2 separate regions of the Sus scrofa genome follow, and region 1 is linked to region 2. The links are chromatin contacts, called in public Hi-C maps. All regions are on one chromosome and are shown on one strand. The core of a region is the stretch at or near the end of the contact, and the rest is flanking DNA. Distances in the headings are between cores, read along the strand shown. Region 1 holds the start of LOC102159288 (basic proline-rich protein-like). Region 2 holds the start of ZNF792 (zinc finger protein 792).

What was found. A called contact is a pair of places that touch in the nucleus more often than the background predicts.
Region 1: a Hi-C map of liver shows a contact between it and region 2, with 5 times the contacts expected there. The contact joins the promoter of LOC102159288 here to the promoter of ZNF792 in region 2. A contact is called at or near these places in 3 of 47 Hi-C or Micro-C datasets (blood, epiblast stem cells and liver).

The regions. Positions count from the first base shown.
Region 1 is chr6:44,571,318-44,576,447 of Sscrofa11.1, forward strand. It overlaps LOC102159288 (basic proline-rich protein-like), which reads right to left and starts at 2,735. Exons shown (of 4, transcript XR_001309060.2): 1 at 2,373-2,735; 2 at 1,452-1,778. GRAMD1A (GRAM domain-containing protein 1A) reads left to right here and starts at 2,572. Exons shown (of 23, transcript XM_005664473.3): 1 at 2,572-2,738. The coding sequence starts at 2,731.
Region 2 is chr6:44,534,017-44,539,223 of Sscrofa11.1, forward strand. ZNF792 (zinc finger protein 792) reads right to left here and starts at 3,151. Exons shown (of 4, transcript XM_005664471.3): 1 at 2,527-3,151. The coding sequence starts at 2,559.

The sequences.
Region 1 (5,130 bases), core at 1,485-3,984, 37 kb after region 2:
AGTTTTCTGAAAATTTCTTTAAATTGAAGTATAGTTGATTTACAAAATTCTGTTTGTTTCAGGTGTATAGCAAAGTGATTCAGTTATATGTACACATATACATATCTAATTTTTTTTCAGATTTTTTTCCCCATTATAGGGGATTACGAGAAATCGAGCACAGTTCCCTGTGCTATAGAGTAGGTCCTTGCTGTTTTTTTTTTCTATATAGTAATCTGTATTTGTTCATCCCAAACTCCCAATTTACCCCTGCCCCCACCCGGGAATTTAAAAGAAAATCTTTTTTTTTTTTTTTTTTGTCTTTTTAGGGCAGCACCTGAAGCGTATGGAGGTTCTCAGGCTAGGGGTCAAATCAGAGCTGTAGCCACTGGCCGATGCCACAGCTACAGCAAAATGCGGGATCCAAGCTGCATCTGCAACCTATACCACAGGTCACAGCAACACCGGATCCTTAACCCACTGAGAGGCCAGGGATCGAACCCATCCTCATGGATTCTAGTCGGGTTCTTAACCTGCTGAGCCACAACAGGAACTTCCCCATTTCTTAAAAAAAAAAAAAAAAAGGACCTGAAGCAAGAATGCCAAAAGGTCCACATCTATTCAATATGGCTGGGGGGAACTGTTGTACTTTTTCCTGTTTGAAATAAATTTTTCCTAATTAGACATTTTAAAGTACATCCAGAGAAGAAACAGGCAAAGAGAGAGTGCAGTGAGACAGGGAGATGGTGGAAGGAGGGCCTCTCTGAGATCCCCCTGAGATAACTGAGGGTAAATGGCAGTCACAGGAAGAACTGGGGGAAGAGCGTCCCTGCAGAGGGAGAGCCAGTACAAAGGCCCAGGGGCAGGAATGTGTCGGAGGAGTTAGAGGACCAGCAGGGTAGCTAGAGGCAGTGGTCGAGAGAAGTGAGAGTGGGCTGAAGAAGTTAGAGCAGGGCCTTGACACTAAGAGGAGGACTTTCCTTCTAGCTGGAGGGACATGGAGTCCCAGGAGAGAGCTGGCCAGGAGGGCCCTGACCTGACACCATTTCACGGACTCCCTGGGGCTGTGTGTGGGAAGCAGACTGTAGGAGGCCTGGACTGAAGCAGGGAGACCAGGGAGGAGGCAGTGTGATGGTCCAGGAGGGGATGGAGGCTGGGCCAGGCTGGGGGCGATGGGGGAGGAGGGCTTCCATTCTGCATAGATTTTGTGGGCTCAGCCCACTGGGTTTCTGAGAGACTGGATGTGGGTGTGAGGGAAAGAGAAGGTCAAGAAGAGCTGAAGTTTGGGGCCTGCTGTCCACCAAAAAGGAGAAGCTGGTGGGTTTGGGGGGAAGGGAGGGGGTGTAAGGGTGGGAGAGCTGTGGGAATGGAGGTTTTCCAAGAGGCAGGAACAGCCTGTCTGGAGAGGGGTGGTGAGAAGGCTCCATGCAGGGGCACCTGTGCTCAGGAGCTGTGGGGCAGGACTCACTCACAGGCACAAGGAGTCCAGGACACTGCAGACTCAGGCGGCCACTGCCAGACAGGCGCAGCTCATGGCATCAAAGGAGGGTTGCGTCCATTTGACGTCCAGCAACGTGACCTCAGTGGTGAGTTACTTCCCAGCTTTGAGGCCCGGCTTCCTTTTCTGTAACAGGGCTGCCCCTGACCCCCACTGTCAGGTGGGAGAGCTCTGACCACAGAGTTAGTGGGATTTGCAGGACTTGCCCGACGTCACAGCACAGATAAGGGCCAGGAAGGCTGGATTTTAACTTAGGCTGGGCCCAAGAGGGGGTCCCCAGAGATCGAGGCGCTGGGCCTCCCTGAGAGGACAGCAGGGCCTCAGAGATGAGGAGAGGGAGGCGTCTTAGGGTCCCGCCCACTTCCCGCCAGCTGCGGTTCCCCAGGTACCCACAGCCCCAACACCTCCGTTTCCCCAATCTCCATCCCACCCCCAGCTCCGCCCCACCTCTCAGGTTCCCCCCGGGGTGGGGGGTGGGGATGCCGAGAGCGCCCAGCCAGTCTCAACAGGGGCCAGAGGACCCTTTTCCGGGTACCAGGGGAGCGGGAAGGGCCTGGGCGGACAGCTAGCTGCCATGGCGATGTTTTGTTTTAATTAAGTCTGTGTTGTCCTCTTTCTGCGCCCCCGCCTTGTGCCCCTCCGCCCCGGGTCCATTTCTCATCTCTCTCCTTAGATCCGCTGTCTCTCTTTTTCTCTTCCTCTCTCTTGTTCTCTCCGGGTCTCTGGCATCCCAGCCTCCCCTCTCAATGTGTGTCTCTTCCTGCCCCAGCGCCCGGTCCCTCCATCTCTGATCCTCCTCCTGCCTCCCTCTCCCTGGGGGCCTCGCTCTGTCCCTGCCGTCCCTCCGTCGCCTCGGCCACCTCTCCAACCCCGGCTGTGTCCCTCTGGCTCTCACCTCCTGCTCTCCCGCCTCCCTTCGGTCCCTTCCTCCCTCCCGGTACCGGACTCTCCGGCTAGGCCCCGCCGCCCCTCCCCGCCTCGGCCGGTCCCTCCCCTCCCTCCCGCGGGCGGGCGGGGGGCGGCGCGGTGACGCGACGGGGCGGGGAGGAAGGGGGAGCTGACGCTGCGGCGGCCTCCGGCGGCCCCGGTCTTTTGTGCGGGGCTGCGGGCGGCGGGTCGCGGGTCGCGGGTCGGGTGGGGGCGGCGGCCGACCAGGGCGAGGCGCCTGCCCCGCGGGGACGCCCAGCGCAGCCCAGTCCCGCTCCGCCGGGCCCGGCCCTGCCCTGCGGCTGGGCGCCCGCCGCGCCGCATCCATGTTCGAGTAAGGACCGCCGGGGGGGGGGGAGGTGCGGGGGCTGGGCGGGGTGGGGGGGCCGCAGCCGATGTCCGGGAGTTGTGCACCGCTGCCGGCCGTGGGGAGGGAGGCTTAGGGGGTGGGCAGGGGTGTGCTCGGGGGCCGGCCGCTGACCGCTGGGAGGCCGGCACGTCACTGCCCGGGCGCGATGCGCCGGCTGGCGGGGCTGGGACCGGGGATCCAAGTCTCTTCCTGCCGGGAGTGCGGCCTGCGGGAAGCGCCCCCAGCCCTGCTTCGTCCCTGCCTGGGAGGCGAGAGGTGGGCGCGAGGCCGACCGGTCGTCGGGCCTGCGGTGGAGGCAGGGCAGAGACAAGTCCCCGCCGGCCCCGGCTTCCAGGCTCCGGAGGCCGGGCAGGCCCAGGGGCAGCCTCTCTGGGTCTGGGCCCCCTCCGGCCATCCTTGTCTGTCGCGAGTCTCGGAGCTGCTGGGGAGGGGCCTTCTGCGTGGCCACAGACCTGGTGCCTGAGATTCTCTGGGGTCGTGGGTAGGGAATTGACCTACTTGTCTGGGCCCAGAGTGTTTTCAGTTGTAGGTGTCTTGGAAGTGTGGATGCCATCTGAGGTCCTAGCGAGCAGGCAGCTGTGATCCTCTTTAGCTCTGTGTGTGATTTAGTTCCAATTCCATTGTGGCTCCATGTGTTCCTGTAAGCTCCCTGTGTGTGTCTGATTGTGACTATGGTGTGTGTCTGGGGCTCCGCGTGGCTGTGACCTGTGGTTGTATGTCCGTGTGCAGTGTAGCTCATCTGGTCAGACCTATGCGTGTCTGATTGTGACTTTGGAATGTGTGAACATATGTCTAAGTCTCCTAGTGTGAGGATGGTTGTGATCCTTCTTGGCCGTGTGTGCATGTGTGAATGTGTGAATTTATCTCAGATTCCATCTGTGGTTCCACGTGTCACTCACTGTAAGTTGCCTGTGTGTTCAGTTGTGACTTTATAGTGTATGTGTGCATACGTGTCTGGGGCTGCGTTTGCTGCTGTGACCCTCTGCTCTGTGTGTGCCTGTAATTTACCTCTGCATCTATTAGCTCTGTGTGCAAACCCAAGTCACTTGTGTGTGTCTTTGTGCATCCAGGACTTGGTGGGTATGATTGAAACCCCTGGGGCTGTGCCTATAATCTGCTTCTGATTCTATCTTTGTGTGAATGTTCCTGTCTGTGTCCCTTTGTGACATTGTTGAGTGTGCCTGGGCTTCCATGTGAGCAGCTGGTACCCTCTGGGGCTTTGTGTGTGTGCAAAGTAAGAGAGAGAGAGACCCCTTGTGGCTCTTAGTGGGCTTGGGACCCTCCCTGCTGAGACCTTGGGTGTACCCTTGACTCTTTGGAGCAATAATAAGTGACATTGCTCCCGTGTTATGGTTTATAAAGCATGTTCCGCACGTGATTTCAATACCTGGTCCTTGCATTGTTGAGGTGTGTCCACAGCCTCCTGGAGCTGCATTATTCCTGAGTCCTTCATGACTGAGTATCAGGGCGACAGAAGCTGATATGTCCACCCCTCGCCACGGAAGGGCAGGCCTTTGCTCCTCTTCCCCCCCCCCGTATGGGGGAACACCATGAGAGCTGAGCTGACCCTAGACTTAATTTCCCTGGCTTGTGCACAGGTTAGCCGGGGTCCTCTGTCCTTTTCTTTCCCTGCGTGGCTCTCTCGGTGACTCTAGGAATGTCACGTGCCTTCAGTTGTCTGCGACTTTCTTGTGTCTGTATGTGTGAATGTAACTTACCTGGGACTTTCCCTGGATTTCTGTTCCCGGGATCCTTTGCAGCTGCGCGCGCACGCGTGCGCGTGTTTGTGTGTGTGTGTGTGTGTGTGACTTCTGGGACTTTGTGGGTGGCTGTAGCACACTTGTAGCCCTGCAGGTGTGTGTGGGTAATTGTGCTTGGATGCTGTGGCTTTGTGTGTGCCTTTAATATACCTGTGATGCTGCTGGGGGGTGGGGGAGACTTAAAACTGTAGGGAACGGTCGTTTGCCTGTGACATGGGCTGTGTGTGACCCCTGTTGAAGTTTCCTTTTGTGCACACCTGTGTGTGCCTCTGTCCCTTTCTGGCCAGAGGGAGCTCTCAGCCTGTCTAGGCCCAGGAAGCCGGAGGTGAGGTGTGCGCAGTGGCAAAACCGCTTTCCCTTCCAAGTCCCTGCCCCCATAACGGTCCTCCAGCTATGTCACCGTGTGGGGCTGGGCTCCTCCCTTTCCTCTACCGCGGCCTGCCTAGTTGGGCAGCCTCGGGGCTGTCAGGCTTGAACACTTCCTCTTTGTCCTGCCAAGGAGCAAGATCCAGGGGCGCAGGCCGTGCCCTGTGTGTGTCACACTTGTCCTCAGGCACCCTTCCCTAGATCTGTGGCCGCAGGGACAGGAAGACGAG
Region 2 (5,207 bases), core at 1,901-4,400:
GCTGCCTATTTTGGCCAATTTTAGGTCCCACCTCTGTGAGACCCTCATGTGCACTGAAATTTCTTTCTCTTTCTCCTGTTAATGTGTCTTCTGTTAATTTTATTATTAGTCCAGCCGCAAGAACTCAAAAGAGAGGTAGAGAGGGAAGTTTCCCCCTCCCCGACAGCATCCAGAGCATTCCTGGCAAACACAACCACGATCCCACTCTGTCCCACTCTGTCCCAGGTCTTCTACGGCTCCCACTGCAGAGAGCCTGGATGTGAAGGCCTCACCAGCTGGGCCTCTGCCTGGCATCCAGGACCGCATCAGACACCCTTGGCCCTCTTCTCCTGTACTGCACATTGGTCCCCTAATCAATCCCACTCATTCAAAAGCCAACCTCTCTGGTCCTCTTGCCCCCACCCACCAGGGCCTAATGGCTCTTCCCAACTCGCCCCATTTGCCTGAGTTGATTTCCCAGCCTGACTGACCCCCCTAAGGGTCCACAAAGGCCTGATGAGAAAGCAGGTGGCTGAATGAGCACCAGCCCAGGTCTCACTATAAAACTATCTGCATTGGAGCTCCTGTCGTGGCACAGCAGAAACAAATCCGACTAGGAACCATGAGGTTGCAGGTTCAATCCCTGGCCTCACTCAGTAGGTTGAGGATCCAGCATTGCCATGAGCTGTGGTATAGTTTGCAGACGTGGCTCGGCTCTGGTGTTGCTGTGGCTGTGGTGCAGGCCAGCAGCTGCAGCTCTGATTGGACCCCTAGCCTGGGAACCTCCACATGCCATGGGTGCAGATCTAAAAAAAAGACAAAAAACCCCCACAACTATCTGCATACTACAAAGCCTCAGCACCCCTTTCCCATCTATGCCCCCCAGGAAAACGTGACCACCTGCCCACTTTTCCCTACACAGCCCCCCTCCCAACCACCATGAACACGAACTCTCCCTCATATACGTTGTTGTTTTTTTTTTCTTCTTCTTTTTTGGCTGACCCTGAGGCATGCAGAAGTTTCCAAGTCAGGGATGGAACCCAAGCCATAGCAGTGACAACACTGAATCCTTAACCACTAGGCCACGAAGGAACTCCACTCCCTCATCCGTCTTTATGATACCAAACAAGCCAGCCAAAGTCCCCAGGCAAGCAAGGTAGTTCTCAGGCCCCAATTTCCTCCTTCTTCCATTCCCCTAACGTCACCTGAAGTTTCACCCTCCTAGACCGGACACACAGTTACATCCTTGTCCACATACCAGATGCCACATTTTGGATGTTTCCCGTGAACATTAACACAGACCAACTATATGAGAAAAGCAAAAGCTATTTGTTCTGAGTTTGCTATAGAAAGGGAGGCAGCCACTTACGTTCTGGCAGAGACTCAAAGGCAGACAGAGGAGGGGGCAAGCTTTATAAGTGGAAAAAAATGGAAGGCTTCGGGTACGCCCTGCTGGCAAAGGGAAGCTGTGGGCAGGCTAAGCAGAAGCAAGGTGTTCTCTGTGATTGGTGAGGAGCACATATCTGGCTTTCTCTGGTTGGCCTGAGTTGGAAGTAGCAACAAAAATTAGACCAGTCATCAGTTATTAAGTCCTGGTCATTTGGGGCCAATAGTTAGAGCAGTTATTGTTTAACTTCCTGGATTGTCACTAGAGATAGCAATCTGGCTTCCTGCAAGTCTAACTTAGAGCAGGATGGCTTCCTGGGTTGTTTGCTGTAGATAAAGAGGTTGACTTCCTGGGCAGGTTGCTGCAGGTTGTGGTTCAGAGTTCTGTTTTATACATGGTCTGCCTATGGTTCCTGTATAGAGTCGGTGTCCCATGACCTAAACCAAGCCTCCCCAGCACACATAACTGGGTGTCCAGCTCCACTCTGGGGTCTCTGGAACTCAGATCCAAACCTAACTTCCTGCTCCTTCTACACCAACTTCCCCTTCTCACTTGAGGCTTCAGCCATCCTTCCAGCCGCTAAAATCAAAAGCCATGAAATCACCTCTTTTTTTTTCTCTGTCTGCCTCCACATCAGAAAATCTTAAAAAACACACCTGGAATCCAGTCACTTCTTCTAACTCCTGTCACCCACCCCACTCCCATGGACTGCCTCCCTACCTTCACCCTCAACAGTCCATTTTCCACTCTTCATCCACGGGGTGGGGGTGGATCATCTTCCTCCTCTGCTCTCAAACCTTCTATGGCTCCCAACACTCTCAGAACAGAGGCCCAAACCTGCCATTCCAGGGCTGACTTTGGCCCACCTGCTCCCTGAACACTACAGGCATTTGCACGTGCTGGTTCCTGTGCCTAGTAAACGCTTTCCCACCTCATCCCGCTAGAGTTCAGAAATGGGAGCAGCTCCATATATTTATTCCCTGGCCTGGATTGGGGACCCTAGGCTGTGAGTGATTCCCCACCCTACCCCATGCCCAGGGCGCCCTCAAAAGCAGAGGAGAAAGGTGGAAATTCCTTGAGCCACGCCCATCTTTGGTGCCCCAGCGCAGGGCACGTGAGCGTGGGTCCCAGCGGTGAGGGTCCGACGCCCATCCACTCACCTGCGCGGGGTCCATCAGCGCCGCCTCCGCCATCGCAGCCCGTGGACGCAGCGCGGCCCCTAAGAGGCAGGTGACTGAGGCGGGGGTCGCAGGTTCAGCCTACCACTGCCTGGCCTTGCCCTGGGCGAGGTGGGACGTCCGTCTCCCGGGGGTCAAGGGCGCCCCGGGCCCGGGCGCCGCCTCTGGGGCCGCGAAGAGCGCGCGGCCCGGAGGGACCCTGGCGGACACCGCGTCCCAGGGGGTCGCGACTAATTAAAAGGCGCGGGGGAGGCTCCCAGCCTCCCGTCCTTCCTCACCGGGTCCCACAAGCCGCCTGGGAAGCGTCACCCGCCCAGCCCCACCCCCGGCCCTGGGCCCACCTCTCGGGGCGCACCGACCCGCCCAGGGAAATGACTTGCTGGACTGAAACGCAGGAAGTTCCGGCCCCCACCTCCCCGGCCCTAAGAAACGACACTCTCCCGGACTGTCATTGGCCCAGCGCCAGCCGGTGACGCACCGGCACAGCCTCCTGGATCGCGTGTTCTGTCCTGCATCCGGCCAGGCTGGTCGGTTGCGGCGTGGAGGAGGCGGGCTGGGGAGGTGAGAGGACCTTGCAGGTTGTCGTTGTCGCCGGCGGAGCTGCACCGAGTGGTTTTCCTCCTGGGTGGGGAGGGGGGGCTGTCCCCAGACTTCTGGGACTGCCTGGGGCCAAATCCCGCGGGTCCTCAGAGGTCTGTTCACATGACACCCACAGGTGCCTGTGTGGACGCGGGCCAGCCTCCCTACTTCTCAGACTCCTGAGCACCTAGAGTCACATTGAAAAATGAGGACAGTATCTAATGTCGGGATTTTCCTACGTTAAATGTGGCGCTCATTCAGGGCTTCTCCAAGCAGTAACGTCAGCATCACCTGGGAATTTGCTAGAAATGGAAGTTCTCTGGTAATAACCTAAACCTAGACATTCAGAAATCATCCTGGGGGTGGGGCCCAGCCTTCTGTGTGTGAACGAGCCTTCTAGGCGACTCCAGTTTAAGCAAAAGGGACCCTCGTGAACAGCCAGTAAACAAAATAGGAGAATAACACTACCTGGCTCGGATAGGTAGCAGGCCTTGGCATACAGTTCCTGCAAATCTAAGGAATAACTTCAGTGACCCCAGATTCTTGTATCTTCCCATACATAGAAAGGCACTGAAATCTTTAACTTAAGATGTCTGAGGGGGTTCCTGTGGGTTATGAATTCATCCATGAGGATGCAGGTTTGATCCCTGGCCCTGCTCAGTGGGTTAAGGATACACCGTTGCTCCAAGCTGCAGTGTAGGTCGCAGATGCAGCTCAGATCGGACCCCTATGCTGTGGCTGTGGCATAGGCCAGCATCTGCAGCTCTGATTGGACCCCTAGCCTGGGAACCTCCATATGCCACAGGGGTGTGGCCCTAAAAAAGAAAAAAAGAAAAAAAAAGTCTGGGTTTTTTGTTTTTAATTGAATATATATGTGTGTGTATATATACATATACTTTTTTTTTTCTTTTTACAGCTGCACCTGCAATATATGGAAGTTCCCAGGTTAGGGGTCAAATCAGAGTTGCAGCTGCTGGCTTATGGCTCAGCCACAGCAACACCAGATCTGAGCCACCTTAGCAACCTATGCCACAGTTACGGAAATGCTGAATCCTTAACCCACTGATCAAGTCTAGGGACTGAATCTGCAACTTCACAGAGACAACATAGGGTCCTAGACCCACTAAGCCACAATAGGAGCTCCAATATGTCTGGTTTTTTAGCAGTGTGAATGAACAATATTGCCAGCCATATCCGTAAACAAAGGCTGTTGCAGCCCTCAAGCCATCACTTTATAGCCACCCTAACCAAACCATGAGCCCTGAGGGAACTCCAGATGGAGACAGGATGCTGCCATCAAACCCTCAACCACTGCAGCCACCCTCCAATGGTGCACCCTGAGGAGACTCAGGATGAGAAAGCACAGGATACTGGTCCCAGACAGCTGAGGTGCATATCCAAAGGATGATTTCAGTGAGCCAGACTCTTGCGTCTTCCCATATATAGAAAAGCACTAAATTCCTTAACTTGAGGTATACAGTTTCCTTCAATTAACGGTAATCTTTTGGAGTTCCCTGGTGGTGCATTGGGTTAAGGATCCGATGTTGTCACTGCTATGGCTCGGGTTCAATTCCTGGCCCAGGAACCTGCTGCAGGCATGGCCAAACCAAACCAAACCAAAAAAGTGGGATTTTTTGTTTGTTTTCCAAATAGTAATCTTTTGATGTTCTGACTAGCTGGTCTTTTCTGCAAAAACTCCTATATATCCTAGCTCATCTTACTTCTTCAGAGCAGTCTCTCAGATTCCGAATGGCTCACAGAGCTCAAGGAAATATTTGCCTGTGTGTACCAGTTTATTACAAAGCTTATTAGCAAGGATACAGATGGAAAGACAGATGAAGAGATACATAGGGCGAGGTCTGGGAGGGTCCCAAGTGCAAGGGCTTCCATCCCCCTGGAACTGGAATGCACCACCTTCCTGGCACACGGATGGGTTCATCAACCTTGAATTTCATCAAATCTTGCTGTTCAAGAGTTTTTATATACAGGGAACTATATGTAGTCACTTGTGATGGAACATGATGGAGGATAATGTGAGAAAAAAATGTGTGTGTGTGACTGGGTCACTGTGCTGTACAGTAGAA